2 separate regions of the Oryctolagus cuniculus genome follow, and region 2 is linked to region 1. A link is a contact called in public Hi-C data. All regions are on one chromosome and are shown on one strand. The core of a region is the stretch at or near the end of the contact, and the rest is flanking DNA. Distances in the headings are between cores, read along the strand shown. Region 1 overlaps ZNF185 (zinc finger protein 185 with LIM domain). Region 2 holds the start of ZFP92 (ZFP92 zinc finger protein).

Region 1 (4,039 bases), core at 910-3,409:
AATAGTCAAAGGGAGAGAAGAATTAAAAGGGCGAGGTAAAAACAGATCTCAGGATGATCCTGCCCCCTCCCAGGACTACCATGGGAGTAACAGGAGCCCTCCAACAGTCCCCATCCCTTGTACAATAACATCTCACCTCCTTCCCAATTGCCTTCTCTCCCTAACCTTCCAGACCCTACAAAACCCAGCTCCTGGCCCCTCCTCAACTCATTTCCTATCTGCCAACCAACCTAGCTACATTACCCTGTGCCTGGGTGCCCCTCTATCAGAGTACCAACTTATTTTGGTTGTAAGGCAGTTTCCATAGCCCAGCAATTGACAGCACAGGCTCTGGGCTCTGACTGCCCAGGGACTAATCCTTGTTAAGCCATTTCCTGGAACCAAGAGATATTAAGAGGCTAGAGGTCACAGCAAGGCAGGTAAGGGGACAAGAAAAAAACAGTCACAAGGTGCCAGAAATGAGGGAATCTGGAAAATGATAAGTTCTGAAGGCACAAAAGCCAATGGATGGCCTCCTAGGGATGAATGCTGAGTCTGGGAGACAGATATGATCCAACAATTCCAACTTTCCATGGACTTTTAGAAACAAAAATTGACAGAATGCTTCAAGATGGTGTATAATCTTATACTAGATTGATTGTAAAAATACACGTTCAAAACTCACGGCTGTTTTAAAATGTGACAAAAATATTGCACAAATTCACTAGGTCTTCAAAGTTGGGAACTTCTGAGAGCTACTGAAAACAGGATTTGGTGGGTGGCCACAGGAAAGACATCAAGGGATCAGTGCTGTCCAGTACTGCTTTGCTCCTTGGCTTCATTCAGAAAACTCACAACCCCTGGTTCTTCAGGCTACTGCTGCCAGTCTCTTGCAACTACTGCCCAACCTTAGGTCACTATGGTGGAGATGAGTTATTGCCCAAATACCGCCCTTGTATGGCCATCCTGCACACAGTGCCAGAGGAACTGATCTTCCATCTAGTAACTTTTAATTATGCTCCTCAGAGATGGTTCGTGCCTGTGACAAAAGAACCCACACCCTTCCCTCAGACCAGGTTTTCTCTGCACTGCCCTGTGTCAGGCTTGCTCCAACAGGGTTGATGCCATGATCCACAACTGAAACTATGATGACCTATCCCTGCGATGCTCCCATCTGCTCTGCAGCTCTACGGCTCATTACTAGTCACACTTACACAGTGTAGTGGGCATGCCTAGCTTGTGGTGGGCTTGTCCTGGGTTGTAACCCCTGGCCAAGAACCCTGGCTCCAACAGGCAGGATTCCAGTGCAGCTTGGCCCTTACCTGCTGGCACAGCCCTCCGGTTCAGGTTCAAGGAGCTTCTCGGGTGCCCTGGGGCTGCCCTGCCGCTCTGGGACGCTGGGATCTGCAGGTTGCTGAGCGGGTGCAGTTGGGTCTTCATGGCCTTCTCTCAGGGCTCCAGGCCTCTCCTGCTGGGCTTCTCCCACCTTGGTGGCCACACTGTTCTCACCACCAGCCACGGTGCTGAGGAAGAATGAACACCCTTATGGAGAGAGTGCCCTGAGACTCGCCCCTGCTCACCCAGAGCACGCCAGCTGGCACCTCCCACAGGCATGGAGGGGTTCACCTCCCGGGTGGTGGGGCTGAGAGCAGCAGACAAGTACGGACCACACACCCTGGGGAGCAGTTCGTGTCCTCTTCAGAGGACCTCAGTATCACTGCTTTCTAAGGCAAGGTACACTTGATGAATTAAGGAAGTGTTAAAAGACAAAGTCTTCTTGCTGGAAAAACATTAGCATTCCTTTTCCGCTCAGTCCATTGCCATCCCCTTTTCCGTCCTTACCCGCCTCCAGCCCACCTGGCCCCTTAAAAAGGCCTGAGTCATCCAGTACTGTAAATCGTCCTGTAGTCGGCCAGGCGCAGAAGGCGCTTGTCCATGTGGAAAGGGGTTTCTCCCCTAGACTACCCTGGAAAGCTAGCAGGGGGAGAAAGCCGGGGAGCAAGTCCATAGCGGCGGCGGGATTCCCAAACCAGCAGTGGACTTCACAAAGAGGGGGAAGGGCCAGGAAGTTTGCAGGGCGGGTCTGAAGAGGAGCAGCCGGGCCCATTTGTGATCCTCGCGCACCACCTCGCGGCCAGTGTGCGCAAGGCAGCAGCAGAACCCAAGCCAACACCTCATCACAGCCCGGATAACCATTTTGTTGGTTGACGGTCTAATTTCCCAAAGGGCTCGGACGCCCTAGCTGATGGTTGTAGGAAATGGCGGCGTGCGCAGGCGCACTAACTACAGTCAAACGCGGTCCTAGACGCGGGGTCCCGGCGCGCGCACGCGCGCGCTCATGCAGACGGATTGCTGCGGCCACTTTGTTTTCAGAGCTAGGAAGTCATCTTCTTTATTGCAAGATATATTGTTATGAGTTTATATAGTTTTCATCTCATTTTTACAGATGGTAACGCTGGGTTAAGGACCCACTTGCAGCTAATAAATGATAGGATGGGACATCCCTTTTTGCCCCCATCGCTAAACTTGATCTTGTGACCGTTGCTACACTGACAGAGACACTAAGTAACACTTATTGTAGTAAGTAGGCCTTATGGTGGGGTGGAAGCAGACACCAGGGTTCATCAGTTAAATGTACCATTTAAAAGGCTGGCACTGTGGCTTAGCCGGTAAAGCCAATGCCTGCAATGCCAGCATCCTATAAGGGAACCGGTTCCAGTCCTAGCTGCTCCATTTCCAATCCAGCTCTCTGCTACTGCACATGGAAAAGCAGTAGAAGATAGCCCAAGTTCTTGGGCCCCTGCACCCTTGTGGGAGACCTGGAAGAAGCTCCTGGCTCCTGGCTTTGGATCAATGCAGCTCCAGCCCTTGAGACCATCTGGGGAGTGGACCAGCAGATGGAAAACCTCTCTCTCTCTCTCTCTCTCTCTCTCTCTCTCTCTCTGCCTTTCAATTAAATAAATAAATCTTTTAAAAACAAATGTCGCATTTAAAACAAAAGTCCCTTTCAACTTCAGGTTCCCATACCACCCCCACACAGTCCCTTCCACCCACCCAACTCTATAGAAAGAGCTCTCTGCACTCACTCTTGTTACTGTTTCATTCTCGTTTTAGCATTCAACATTCCACAGAAGCTGTTAGTGCTTCTCTGAAAATCTGTGCTGGACCCCTGCCCTTCCCCCATATGATCTTACAACACATCTTGCACACCATAATGAGCCTACTGATCAGAGGCTTGGGTGTCCTGGCATTGTCTAAGTGCTATAGAAGTTTATATGGACTATCAATGTCTGTACTTCTTTGAGGGGGTACCAAAATGTTGTGCAGAAGGAACAGCTCTTTTTTTTTTTTTTTTTTTTTTTTTTGCCCTTCCATGGCAGCACACTAGCTGGCCTCCTGCTCCTCTGGCCATTCCTTATCCTTGCCTTTTGACAGGTTTCTCTTGTTTTGGCCTACTTACTAATATGGATGTTCCTATGGGGTTGCAACACCAACATCTTCTCTTCTTACTTTATGCATGCTTCAGGAACAATATTATCCATTTTTATGGCTTCCATTGCCACTGACATACACAGGACTCCCAAATGTCCTTTTTCATTCCACACTTTGTTCCTAAATCCCAGTCCCATTTATCACAGCATCTGTCTCCTGAGCCTCTTTTTCTTTTCTTTTTTAAGACTTAACTATTTATTTGAAAGGCAGAGTTCCAGAGAGACAGAGAGACAGATCTTCCATCTGTTGGTTCACTCCCAAAAGGCCACATAGACTAGGGCTGAGCCATGCTGAAGCCAGGAGCTTCTTCCTGTCCCTGGTGCAGGGACCTAAGGACTTGGTCCATTTTCCACTGCCTTCCCAGGCACACCAGGAGGAAGCTGGACTGGAAATGGAGCAGCCGGGACTCGAACCAACACCCACATGGGATGCCAGCACCGTAGATGGCAACTTACCCACTGCACCACAGCACTACCCCAAGACCTTACCTCTTACATGTCTCATAAGTATCACACCTAACATGCCCTGAATGTATTTTCTTATTTCCCCTGGTTGAGAGTCTAAGTGA
Region 2 (3,911 bases), core at 1,154-3,653, 440 kb before region 1:
AAATGGCCTTTTAAAGACATGCATATGGAAGCATTTGTGGAGGAGACAGCCGGCAACATACTTGAAGACATTTCAGTGCAGACATAAAAACAGCAGAAGCAGAAGAAAGGATGAACCACACGTGGAAGCAACCCGAGTGGCCATCAACCGATGGATGACAAGAGAAAGCAAATATGGTGCCTGTACGCAGTACTGTTTGTCCCGCACACGTGTCACAGCGTACGCGACCCCAAGGACACTGTGGTAAGTGAAGAAAGGCAGACACACTCGGAAGGCCACATGGCGCGTGACTGCACAGCTGTGATGTAACACGCTATTTCACAACAGCCGTCTCCACCCAGTTTTGAAGCTGTGCTGGCCAGTCTGCTGAATCCCTTCCCCAGACTGCACTTCTCCTTGGCCCACCACACTCTGGGGCCAGGAGCCAGACCCTTGGGCACAGTCGCTATACTCTGGAGCCCACCTGCAAGCACCTGAGAACCCCGGCCACCTTAGCCACAGGCCATCTGCAGAGTGCCCCTCCAGCTCCAGGCCCCTCGTTGGGCCCCGCCCCACCCCTGGGCGTGGCCCCCGTGTGCCCCGCCTCATAGCCTCCTCTCTTGCAGGGCTGCAGGCAGCAAAGAATTCCGCTTTTCGTCTTGTCCAATGGTAAGGGTGCTCCATTGGCAGGTGCATGCTGTGCCAGCCAAAAAACTGGTACACTGTATCAAACATAGGACGTGTCCAGAACAGGCCGGTCCACAGTGTCTGGAAGCAGATCGGTGCTTGCCAGGGGCTAGGGCACAGCAGACTGGGGAGAAACTGCTGATGGGTATTGGCTTCACGTGTGGGGTGAAGAAAGGTTCTAGGGAATTCTATGTGTTTTCAATCTAGAATAAAATGATCATTTTGGAAAACAGCATAAGCCTATTTATTTATTTATTTAGCCACCACAACCGCAGGCTCAATATGCACTTTGGAGGTCTCCGCAGGAGGCATCGTGGCACAGCGTGAGTGACTCCTCCACCGCCGCGCGCAGGGAGACTGAGTGAGCCAGGCGGCCACACTGAGGGAAAGATAAGACAGGACCGAGAGAGACAGATGGTGAACTGCAGCGAAACTGCAGCCTTCTGTGCCATCCCAGCAGGTGTCCACTAGATGGCACGGCTTCCCCAGAAAAAGAAAAAGCCAGGCAAACATGCAGAAAAAGCATCCAGTAACGTCACTGATGTTGCATCAGGAATTTGGGCTTTTGCATCCACGAGGAGAGCCTGGCGGGGCCACTTTGGTGAGGTTTCTTCCTTCCTGGTGGAACTTCTCTGGGGTCCAGCAGCTCAAGACCCTGACTGCCCCCTCTCTGTCCCACCAGCTTTCCCAGGCCTGAGGTCCTTGTCACCTGCTACCCATCTGGTGGTGCAGCCAGGGAGGGAGATCTGAGGGAGCCAGAGCTGAAGTCAGGCCTGGGCGCGCTGTCACTCCCACCCTGTGCCTCCCTGGAGCCTGCACAGAGCAGCTCCCCTGTCAATGGCTTTCCAGGTGTCACCCCCTGTGGAGGCAGGGCTGACCTGGAAAAGTGATCCTCCGGGCTGGCGGGGCGGGTCCTTTGCCACCCACATGGCTTTTTCTGAGCTCGCCCTCTTTTTCAAATGAGACAGTCTGCTCACACTACTCAAACTTTCCACCCGACTTCCATTCCCTCTCTCCCCCTCGCCCACCTTCCCTGGTGCTGTCACTTGTCAACACTCTCCCCACCCATTACTGCAGGAGCACAATCTGGGGCTCCTCTGGGATGGTGGCTGTGATCAGCTGGCCCGGTGTTCTTGGATAACAGTGCCACGACCTCATGGTGTAGGTGTGGCTGGTGTTTCCACACCCGGACGGGTAAAATCCAGACTTATCAGGCAGAGGAGTGGCCGGATGCTCTTCGACCAGCCCTAGCCCAGCCGCTGAAAATCAACCAGAGAGATAAGGGCAAAACCCAGGCGCCCACCCCACCCAGGCTGACCCAGCAGCCTTGGCACTCTGTCAGTGCTCTGCCGCCTCCAGGGGCGACCTCGACTGTCCCCTGCCGCGGCTGCTCCCTTGCCCTCCTTGTCACCTGTCCCCACCTTCCACAACCCCCGCCGAGATGGTCCCAATCCGTTCCCCCGGCAACCCTACTTCGTGGGGGCGTACCTGGGCTTCACCGATGGCCGGGGCTGTAGGCCTCCCCTCCCGCCCCCTGGCAGGCCCGATCAAGGCCGCCGCCTCCGAGAAGCCCTCCGGAACGACGTCCGCAGGAGGCGGGGTGGAGTGGGGTGGGGCTTCTGGCCAGGTCTCCACCCTGGCGCTGGCCGCTGCTTAGGAGGCCCGTGTTGCCCCGCTGTCTGTTTGTCCCGCGACAAGCTGGACTGGGAGCGGGCGGGGCCCAGGCGACGGCGGAGTGGGAACTGGACTCGGGGAGCGCGGCGGCGGCGGCGGCCGGGGGGGGGGGGGGGGCAAGGAGCATGCGCGGTGCGGTGGGAGGGCGGCTGGCCCGCTCCTTCCCCACAGGGGCGTCTGGCCAGACTCCTCGCTTACCCTAGGGCACTTTCGCTTCCCATGTGGGCTGCTGGGAGGCGTCGGGCCTCGGGGATCAGCGCCCTGAGGTTCGGAGGACGCAGGGGGAGGGGCCAGAGTCCCGGGTGCTGAGCCCGCACCTTCATCTGTCCGTTTCTCTGGGGACCATGAGCCTCTGCGGGGAAGCTACCAGAAAGTGGCCAGGTTATGGTCACCCAGAAAATGGGGGTGGGGAACTTGGGGAGACCGATGCATGGAGATGGGAGGCAGACACTCTCCATGCAGAGTGGACATCAGTGTCCCGTTTTGCCACAGGTCATGGTCCTCGGGTGAAACTGGGGTTGAACCAGGGCTGACGGACACTTGTGGGGCCCTTGAGGAAAACTTAGGAGCATCGGAAAACCTGCGAAAGACAAGCAGCAAAGCGAAAGCAGCAAACCCCCGACCCAGCCCTCCGCCGCAGCCAGGCTGTTAGGAATAGGGCGCCCGCTGGGCACCTCCTGGCCTGGTCTCGGGGCTGTCCCTGCCTCAGGAAACCAGAGCTGGGGTTACTGCCCTCCAGCCACGGGCAACCAGTGCTCCAGTACAGCAGCTGTCCTGCCCAGGTCTGGGGCAGAGCTGCCCCCACCTCTGTGAGCACAGATAACGGTCACAGGGCCCAAGGCGGACCCCAGGGCCCCCAGTTCTGTGTCCTGAGGCCCAGGGTTTCTTTTTGCTTTTTAAGATTTATTTATGTATTTGAAAGTTACACTTACAGACCGGGGCGGGGGGTCTTCCATCTGCTGGTTCACTCGCCAGGTGACTGCACTGGCCAGGGCTGAGCCAGACAGAAGCCAGGAGCCAGGAGCTTCCTCCAGGTCTCCCACGTGGATGCAGGGCCCCAAGCACTTGGACCATCTTCCACTGCTTTCCCAGGCCATAGCAGAGAGCTGGATTGGAAGTGGAGCAGCCGGGACTCGAACTGGCGCCCATGTGGGATGCAGGCATGGCAGGCGGTGGCTTTGCCCGCTACGCTGCAGCAGTAGCCCTCTCGAGGCCCACGTTTGTTCCCTCCTTGGAGTGCGGGCTGGATAGGCCTGGGCTGAGTGAGATGTGGTGGGGTGGACGGTGCCCCCACCGAGGTACATCCTACACTAAACCTGGGCGCTGGTTCGGGTCTGTGCTTTGTAGGCGAAAGGGCTCTTCAATGAAGGACGTGGCGAGCAGACCGTACGACATCATCCAGGTGGGCATCCATGACAGGCGCCCTCCCAGGAGACAGGCAGGAGACAGGGCCCCGGGCAGATGGAGCCAGAGGCGGGGTGACGCAGGCATGGGGACACCCAGAGCTACCAGGAGGAGCTGGCACCCCGACTTTGGGCTCTGGCCCCCAGGCCTGGACGCCCACACTCCTG

What was found. Hi-C and Micro-C count contacts between places; a contact is called where the count stands out from the background.
Region 2: a contact with region 1 is called in a Hi-C map of an unstated tissue, with 9 times the contacts expected there. The contact joins the promoter of ZFP92 here to the enhancer-like site in region 1. A contact is called at or near these places in 3 of 6 Hi-C or Micro-C datasets (ear pinna, psoas muscle and an unstated tissue).

The regions. Positions count from the first base shown.
Region 1 is chrX:131,374,036-131,378,074 of mOryCun1.1, reverse strand. It overlaps ZNF185 (zinc finger protein 185 with LIM domain), which reads right to left. Exons shown (of 21, transcript XM_070067417.1): 18 at 1,302-1,502. Among named protein-coding and RNA genes, the nearest start is that of PNMA5, 33 kb to the left of the region's middle. Within about 2 kb of position 2,159, at least 3 of the 8 cell types and tissues checked have an H3K27ac peak or open chromatin away from gene starts, as enhancers often do.
Region 2 is chrX:131,817,226-131,821,136 of mOryCun1.1, reverse strand. ZFP92 (ZFP92 zinc finger protein) reads right to left here and starts at 2,403. Exons shown (of 5, transcript XM_008253104.4): 1 at 2,155-2,403.